2 separate regions of the Mus musculus genome follow, and region 1 is linked to region 2. Evidence: chromatin contacts called from public promoter capture Hi-C data. All regions are on one chromosome and are shown on one strand. Each heading gives the region's core, a stretch centred on a gene start, on an enhancer-like site or on the middle of the called end of the contact. The rest is flanking DNA. Distances are from core to core; before and after follow the strand shown.

Evidence for each region. Capture Hi-C pulls out chosen DNA fragments and counts their contacts.
Region 1: a contact with region 2 is called in a promoter capture Hi-C map of adipose tissue. The contact joins the promoter of Rpgr here to the promoter of Srpx in region 2. A contact is called at or near these places in 1 of 39 promoter capture datasets (maxillary cranial neural crest), 1 of 484 Hi-C or Micro-C datasets (uterus), 1 of 115 datasets of contacts at active chromatin or transcription factors (the NIH/3T3 cell line) and 1 of 9 other capture datasets (adipose tissue).

What each region holds. Positions count from the first base shown.
Region 1 is chrX:10,215,451-10,219,856 of GRCm38.p6, forward strand. Rpgr (retinitis pigmentosa GTPase regulator) reads right to left here and starts at 1,345. Exons shown (of 17, transcript NM_011285.2): 1 at 1,102-1,345. The coding sequence starts at 1,243.
Region 2 is chrX:10,115,724-10,120,425 of GRCm38.p6, forward strand. Srpx (sushi-repeat-containing protein) reads right to left here and starts at 1,917. Exons shown (of 10, transcript NM_016911.5): 1 at 1,721-1,917. The coding sequence starts at 1,817. It overlaps Gm33844 (a long non-coding RNA gene), which reads left to right and starts at 1,974. Exons shown (of 3, transcript XR_386890.4): 1 at 1,974-2,418; 2 at 3,138-3,226; 3 at 3,884-4,281.

The sequences.
Region 1 (4,406 bases), core at 95-2,594, 99 kb after region 2:
CACACACACACACACCACTCAAATAGAAAGTCAGACCCAGTTTGGGGGAAATTTCCAGAGAAAGCATACTGAATGTAAATATTAATAATATATATCAATGTGCACGGGACTAAACCACTTGAGAACAAGCTTGAAGCAAGCCAGTTCGACTCAAGTCACTGAGCCTTGGGAGGCAAGGACCTCGAAATGATTCAAGGCTTCCCTACAAGGAATTATTTAACGGTGTTTACTCTGGCTCCCCAGAATCTCTCTTCAGACACTCCCCTAACCCAAAAACCAAGGTTGGGTGGTTCCTTTCTGTCCTCTGCCAACTAATGTCAAGCCTATTGTAACTATTTTCTTGCACCCTCACTAAGGTATGAGCTCCAAGTGGTGTAGAATCAAATTCTGTTTGAGCCAAGACCACAGCAGAAAGTGCAATACATATTTAAATGTCCAATTCTGCTCAAATATAGTGGTTATTTTTCATAATGCTAGTAACAGCCCATTAGAGTATATGCAAAAACCAGTTCAGTAGATTATGACCACCATTTTAGCTGAACAACTCTATAACTCTACGCTTATAATAAATGCTGCTCCAGGAAATGTCTACCTGGGCTACCCGGTACGGAAGCCGTACGGAGTCATAATTTTAAAAGACTTCACGACAGTCAGTCTTAAAAAAAAAAAAAAATTCACCGAAGGCCCTCCTCTCTTTATCCAGTTCGTTTCTTCCATTCTTTTTAACCTTTCACCCCGCATTCCACTCGTTACTGAATTCTGTACCTAACCGGGTCCTGGGGACATCCGCTTGCTCAAATGTTTAGAGACCCTGGGATGCTTCGCGAGAGAATAATGGCTGCCGCCGCCTCCAAGAAAAGCCATTATTTCAGCTTGCTAATAACACACACAGGGTCCCTCATGTCCCTGTCCCTTCCTCCAGCCCGACAAAGGGAATTTATTTATTCCCAAACGCAAATCTAAGGCGGTTGACTGAGGCTCAGGTTGCGGCCTGTACCACTACGGGGCCGGCTCGGAGGCGGGGCCTGGCCTGTCGCCCGCCCGCCCGCCCGCGGACCCTCCCTCCAGGCCAGCCGCCACGACTGGGGGCGCGCGACTCACCGGGCACCAGTGACTCAGATTCCGCCATGCCGAAGCCTGCGAACGGAATCTGTGCCTGCTTCGGAAAGATAGCAGGGGCGACTCGATTGAGCCTAAGGTGCTGCCCTACCCCCTGGGACCCCCATCGCGACCCTCTTGGCATAGACCACTACTGTGCTCCCGGAAGTCAACAAACAGACGCTAGGGGCAACGGAGGCGGAGCCTTGCGGGGCGGGGAGGGGCGAAAGGCTTTTGGAAGGAGGCTGGCGGAAGCTGTGTCAGTGAGGCGCAAGCGCAGATGCCATGGTCGCGGCGGTAAGCGACCGCACACCCTCTAGCGGTCGCGATTGGAAGCGGCCATGCTGCAGACTCTGGAGCGCATCTACTTCTGAAGGGATCCTGGCCATGCAGGGACCTAGAGGGGATATGGTGACAACATCATGTCTCACATAGCCCTAACTTCTGTGACTCATGCAAACGTCAACGCACAGCTTTGACAACACACTAGGACTAACAATCTGTAACACAGCAAGGTACTAGGCGGTTTACATCCCAAATGTCATTTGCAATCCTAGGAACAAAACAAATATACTCGATGCACACATTAGATCCTTATTGAATAAATGGTCGTAATAAATGTTATTACAATCATGCAAGTTGAATAATGCCATTCCTGTTTGCGGATATGCCAATTAAACATAGGAAGAGAAGCACAGTTCAGGTTGTTTAGCCTGAGGTCTAAACAGTCCGCCTGCATCTCCTATAAAACTAAAGGGCCAAGATCTATACAATTTCCTCTGAAATATTATATTTTTCTGGATAAACCTTGGTTTTCCACCCATAATAGTTGGCCACAATAAAATAAATAGGAAGAAAATCTTCCAGGATGAGTCCATTTGTATACCTGAGGTAGTTGGGTCTCAATCAAGCACAACTGAATTTAAGGCTCCCAGAATTCGAGAGTTATTACCTACACTTACTCAGGGCACTTTTATTAGGAAGGAAAGAGGGAATAGAATCCAATCACTTGTGTACAAACTAAAGTTGAGGATGAGATTCTAGTAAAGATGCTTAGCAAGGAGCACCGACCTGGGAACAGGGATTTAAGAAAGACAAAAGCTTGTCTGATGACGACAAAGTCAGGAAGGTCTGAAGCCAAAGAAACTGAATGAAATTAAAGAAGTCTGGACATAGTTAACTGTATGCAAAGACTGATAAAGTGATCAGTTCCTCCCAGGACCTTGCTGAGGCTGGTTCGAGGTGAGATGGCATGTCCACAGAATCGGACGCTTTATCCTAAAGACTATGGAAAGTCATGGAGGAGCTTTAAGCTCAGAAGTGATAGGAAAGGACCAGTTATGCATGTTCTTGAAGTGATTCTACCTGTTTGGGCTGCTTTTCTGACAAGCAGTTTGAGCACTGAGAGGCAATTCAAAGGCTATTACAGGTATTTAGGTACAAAAGTGGTCAGGCTGCCCGAAGTTCAGTATTTTGGCACACAGGAAATGGTGTCTAGTTGTCAACTCTTGGAAAATGCTGACCTATCATATAACTTACATCAGCAGAAAGGAACAAAAAAGGTAACTTAACTTATTTTGAGGAGAACTTAATACTCATGTCTAAAGGCTCATAACAATCATGATGAGAAAAATCAGAATATTTAAAGACTTTCTTTGCTTATCCTGTTATTTCATTGACTTCTAAAAATAAATTTCAGAGCATAAGTCAGTGCTGAGCACTTCCACGCTGGTTTCTCACATAAGTATCTAGGCAAGGGTGGTGCCGTTTACAGAGATGGGAAGTGCTATGCAAGGAGCAGAGGAGGTTAGAGTTAGGTCAGTAAGGTAATGGAAGAGATAGTGAGCTCAGCCCTTGAACACATAGGAAAGTCAGGTGGAGTTGCTGAGCACAGCAAGCAACTGATGCACAGAAGGTCCAGATGGAGCCAGACACTTATGGAACTCCTGGATCAACGCTATCATGGCAGTCTCGGGAACAGGTGAAAGAAGGAAAGGGAAGGACAAAGGAATCTAAGGTGAATCGTGAAGAATGCCGAAGTATGATATCCTAGCAATGGGTTATAAGGCTTAAAAGGTGATGAGAGAGAGAGAGAGAGAGAGAGAGAGAGAGAGAGAGAGACTGGAAAATACTGCACCAAACAAGAGTATAATCAAATTGTCCACATAATGTGTACAAATTAAATGACACCGAATTACCTTCTGAAGTTAGAAATATGGTGATCATTCTCTGTGTTATAAAAAGAGCGGTTTGCTGGGGCAATGGAAGAGGAAACAGTATTGGAGTAGGAAGTTGGAGACGCTGAGGGAAAAGCATCCCTTGAGCATCAGCATTCGAGACAGTAAGTGCAGAGGGACCCAGGAAGAGAGGAAGCAGCATTTGAGCCGGGAAGAGGGGTGAAAGGAGGGCTTCTGTTAAACTAAGCAATGTATGATACCACTGGGAGGTCCAATTGAATAGATGCGGAGAGAATCCTTCTTCAGAAAAGTAATAGAATAGAAATCCTGGAAGACAGCAAGGCCTTGCATCCAGAGAATATGGTGGAGACGCTGGCATTAGCTCAGACACACAGCTTTCTAGCAGAGAAGAAGAGAAGAATAAAATTCCCCTTACAATATAATATTGATACTTTTGATTCATCTAATATTTATAATCTAAGGGTGCCACACACACATACAGCTATGATGGCACCTTAGATCATTTATATTATATATTATCTGTTCATATGCTCTATCTCAGGAAATGTCTTAGACATCCGAGGTAATGAATGTCTAGCTTCTATCTTAGTGCCCAGAATACAGTAGCACTTAATACCAGTAGGTATTAGAAACAAGGCAAAGTTGGCTATGCTCACTGTACTGGAAGGCAAAGCCAGGCCATGTGTGCCACGATGGAAATAGCACTCAAATCTTGGCAACGGCTCAAAAGTGTCATTTTTATTCCTGCAGCATGCCTAGCAAGGCTCAGTGGTTTCAGCGGGTCCCATGGGCGCCTGGGATACTGATGGAAGTATAAGCATGCTTTAGCTGCATTGTAAGCGTGACCTCCTTGGTTACCTCATGAAGGCAACAGAATGAGGCTAGAAATTCTGTGTTTTAGATCAGAATAGATGTGTTTTTCCAGTTTTGTGTGCATTGCAAGGGGACTGGAAATTAAAGGAGAGCCACTGGCCCTTCAAAAACAATAAGGGCCTCTCCCACAATCCTGACAGTTGGAGAGCATGAAGTGTCTAAGTTGCAGCTTTCCAAACTGTCATTTGTACTATTTATCCTATGTTGTCATGAAACTGAATATGGAGGGCCACAAAA
Region 2 (4,702 bases), core at 667-3,166:
TAAAGAAACAGGCTAGAAATAGACTAGAAAAAAATGGGAGTGAGGCCTCCAGGGAAGTGCTCCTGCAAAGCTTCAGGGTACCTGAGTGGAGCCAGAGGGCAGGTGAGGGATCAACAGGAATAGTGGCAAAGAGGAACCTGGTGGCTGCCTGGCTGTCAGGAGGCGGGACCAGCAGGCTAGCCGACTGAGCCAAGAAACTCAAAGGCAAGTCCCAAAACATAAGCTGTAGTAAGTGCCTGAGCTGGCAAATCTAGGATTCTGTGGGTGTCTGAGGCTTGGCAGCTATACTATATAAGGGTAGAGATGGAGAGAAAGGAGCAGGGAGGAGAGAGCAGGAGGGGGGAGGATAGCAAACGAAAAAGGGGAGCCTCCCTAGGACAGGCTCAACCAGAGGTTGAGATTCTTTCATTTAGATCCCCTCTAAGCTCCCTTTAACACAATTATTGCCAAGGGAGTGAGTGGAGACATCAGCCTCATAAAATGACATTTCTCTAGCAACTAAGGTAAAGCCCCCTCTGCACTTTGCCCCTAATTAGTTCCTACGAAACTTCAAACCTGTAAGCATCAGCACAAAACACAAAGAATGCTCCTGTCTTGTAACTCACATGTCATCCATCCATCCATCCATCCATCCATCCATCCACTCATTTGGAACATTCAAAGACCAAAAGCCACCCTACCTACATCTACCCAGCTCCCTTCCTGGGGGTTTCTTCTCAAGCCCCCGATTTAAACTGTTCGTAGTGATGTCTAACACGAAGACCATTATTCACATACTTTACAATGCATGGCCCACCTTTCTAGAAACAGACAACTAAAGGGGCCTGCATAGATTGACTCTTCATTCCAAGGCCACAGGGGTCCATAACAAATAGCCCTGCCCCTCTGACACCTTCTGTAAGCCTGAGATTTCATTGTGAGGATGTTAACTAGATATTTTTAAACAAGCACTTCCAAAGAGAATTTTCCCTGTGCTGTGAAAACCCAGTAAATACCAGGGTCCCCTTAGCTGTTGGAGACCACGCCCTCCAACACAATCCTGTGCCTTTCCTGCTTTCCCTGGTGCTAACCAAGTGCATGCCACATGTCACCACTCTCAGCTGGCACTTCTCCCTTAGAGAAACAAACTTTCTCGGAATCCCAGAGTTTGGCGCAGTTCGGGGGATGGGGTGGGAGCAGGAGGGAGCAGGGAGCAGACTGGACAAGAGGATGCACGAAGGCTCTTCGGCTAGGCTAGTAAAGTCCACAAGAGTTTCGGAGCTCCTCAGCTCCAGAGTGGGGCCAAGATTTGGAGCTTCTACCCAAAATAAACTGTCAGGCCTAGAGCACTGACAGCCATCAAAACCCTGTGAGGGGTTGGGGTGGGGAGCAAAAGAAGCTATGCAGTGTGGTGAGAAAGAAGCAAAAGAGCCCGTGGCCAAACTTTCTCTTCATAGCCTTCTATGCCAAGAGGGTTTGGTTTAAACCTTGGAGCCCTAGGAGCAGAAGGTGCTCAGGCTCCGGCTCCAAGCGCTGCAAGAGAGAACTCAGTTTCTTGTACCTAATCGGGAGCCACACTCCTCTTTCAGACCCGCTTCCTGGGACTGCGAAAGACGAGTTCAGAGTAAACAAAGGGAGACCCCCCCCATCTCCTGCTGTTGCAGGGCAGGGGGTTCGGCAGACACTTCTGAGGTTCCTAGATGACTAACTGGGGAAACACACCCCAATCCCTAGCTCCTACCTGGGAAGCCCTGGCTCGGCAGGACGTGCAGCAGCGCCAGCAACAGCGGCAGTACTTGAGGCAGCAGCAGCTCGGGCCGAAGTCCCGGGCTCCCCATGGTGAGCCGGCGCTTCCCCCGCAGGGCAGGCTGCACAGCTCACTTAAGGGGCTGGAGGAGGCCAAGAGACCGAGGGGCTGTGTAGTGAGACAGAGCCTCTAAAGCCAGGCTGGAAAACTCCTCCTTGGTGGATTCCTTCTTTCCCTCCCTCTAGTCAGGGCCTGCCCTCCTTCCTCCTCCTCCCTGGAACGCAGAGTGGTTCAGGGCTCCCCGCCCCATCATTTGCCCACCCCCTCTTTTTTGTGCCACCCCTTCTTTCTGGAAACCGGGGCCGTTCCCCCTCGGAGGTCTCCAGCTAGAGGCCCTAGAAACCTATTACATCCAAAAGTATCCTTTGCTCCTTTTGCACCCCCTGCCCCCAACACCAAGACACAAACTAGTGACTGCAGAGGTCCTGGGACCTTGGAACGAATCCCTGCGTGCGTGCTGGAGACAGAAGCACTTGTGTGTCACATAGAAAAACAGGCGACCTAGGAGTTGAGATTTCCCACTGAAGCTGGATGCCATGGCCCCATTCACCAGCTTGACACTCAAGACTATGCCCGGAGTTTAAACAGTCAGTCAGGAACTTGATTTGGACAGACCCTGGATTGGAAGCAAGGTACACCAGCGCCAAGGCCCATTCTACAGATTTTGTTGTTGTTGTTTGTTTGTTTGTTTGTTTGTTTGTTTCTCTTTTACCAAAGGCTAGGCCTTATGCATTCCATGCTGTGCTGCAGTGTAGAATGGGATTTAAGGGCCAGGTGATGGGGAACACAAGAGACAGGAAGTTCTCTGCCTACCCACAGCCTCGCAGATTCAGCGGTAGTTCCCAGCAGCCAGATCTATCCATCTCCTGGGTTGTTCTCCACCGTCCTAAGAACAGCAGGACCAGCCCAGAGCCTCCACCCTATGGGTTGGCATGGCTACATTCTGGCATCAGGATAAGGTTTCTAGGCTGCCCCCAGGATGGATCTGGTTTCTTGGAGGTATTTGGGGAAGACAAAATCCAGGCAGTTACCATTGGATTCACAGAGTCCCACGGCTAGACGACTAGACAGGAATCATATCCACTGCAGAGCTAGATCTTTCTCCTTGCCACAGTGGTCCCTTGCGTAGGCCAAGATCATTGAGAGCCAGAAGATTTTTAAGTCATTTATTCAAACAGGCCTTTCCCATTTTTAACTAAACCCCCAAACTTGGGCTACCATATAACCCTTTTCGGCATTTGAGAAAACTTTTTTCTAACTCCTCCAGTTGTGAAATATGGGGAAGGCTGGACCCTTCTGTGGCCTCCCTCAGATTAGACTCTTCAGAGAATAATTGTTGATTTTATCACAGACTGGCCAGGACTCCAAAGGAGCTTCATGAGAAAGGACTAGAAAAGATCACCCTGAGTGAGGTAACCCTGATTCCAAAAGACAAGCACGGTAGGTACTCACTTATAAGTTATATTAACCACAAATAACCATGTTACAATTAGCAGACCCAGAGAAGCTAAGTAACAAGAAGGGCTTAAAGGGGAGTGCATGAATCTCACTGTGAAGGGCAAATAGAATAGACAGGAGAGGAGTCTCGCTGGGGGAGTGGGAACAGGATGGATCAGGTATAGGGAGGACAGAGGGAGAGAATACTGGGAGAGACAACTGGAAATGTGGCAGTGAAGGTGGGTGGGGTTACTCTGGGGAGAGCTAGATTCCTAGTGCAATGGAAACTCCCAGAAATTTATGAGGGTAACCCTAGCGAAGACTCCTAGAAAAGGGGGATATGGACCTGAACCAATCGGCTCCTCTAACCAGGCATTCCAATGGAGGGTTTGGGACACCAATCCAGCCACAAAACCTTTGACTTACAATGTGTCCTGCCTATAAGATGTGCTGGGGTAAAGGTGGCATAGAACATGTGAGGGGGTGGCCAATGACTGGTCCAGCTTGAGACCCATGCTATGAGAGGGAGTCCACTCCTGACACTTCCTAGAGGGCCAAGATCCAGGGGTTTAGAGAGCCCAGAGCACTAGGATAGAATCAACATGACTGACAAAAAAGGCCAATGAAATGATTCCTAATGGTATTCTGCTATACTCATAGACTGGTGCCTAGCACAACTGCCGCCAGAGAGACTTCACCCAGAAAATGATGGAAATAGATGCAGAGACCCACAGCCAAACATTCAGAGGAGCTTGGGGAAGGAGGTGGTAGAGAAGACTGAAGGAGCCACAGGGGTCAAGGGTTCCACAAGAAAGCCTTCAGACTCAACTAATCTGGGCTCATAGGGACTCACAGAGACTGAACCTTCAAGCAGGGAGCCTGAATGAGATTGACCTCGGACCTCTGCACATATGTTACAGCGTGTAGTATGATCTTCCCATGGTATGCCTGACAGTGGGAGGAGAGGTTGTCTCTGACTCTATTACCTCCCCTTGGGATCCTTTCCTCCTACTGGGTTGTTCTTTTGTCTAGCTTTAATAAAAGAGGAGGTGCCTCGTCTTATTATATCCTTGTTATGCCATGACTGGCTGCTATTCATGGGAAGCCTGCCCTTTTCTGAAGAGAAACAAAGGAGGAGTGGCTGGAGAAAGAGAGGGGGATAGTCCTGGAGAAGAGGAGAGAGGAGAAAGAGAGGTTGGGATATAAAAATTAATCAATCAATTAATTAATTAAAATGATTTAATAAAAATTAAAAGATTTAAAAGTAAAAAAGCTATGCAAAGCAATAGGGCATTATTTAGAATAACTGCATTTAAAAACAGATACTGGCCTATACCAATGAAATTAAAATGCTTACGGGTGTGCTATAATGCTGTAGCTGATGTAACGTTCTACTTTTCACTGCTCAGTGGTACTGGTGTTAGGTTCTATACCAATTTCATGACCAGACTTTCTCAAGCTGGATGTTATTGACTTCGG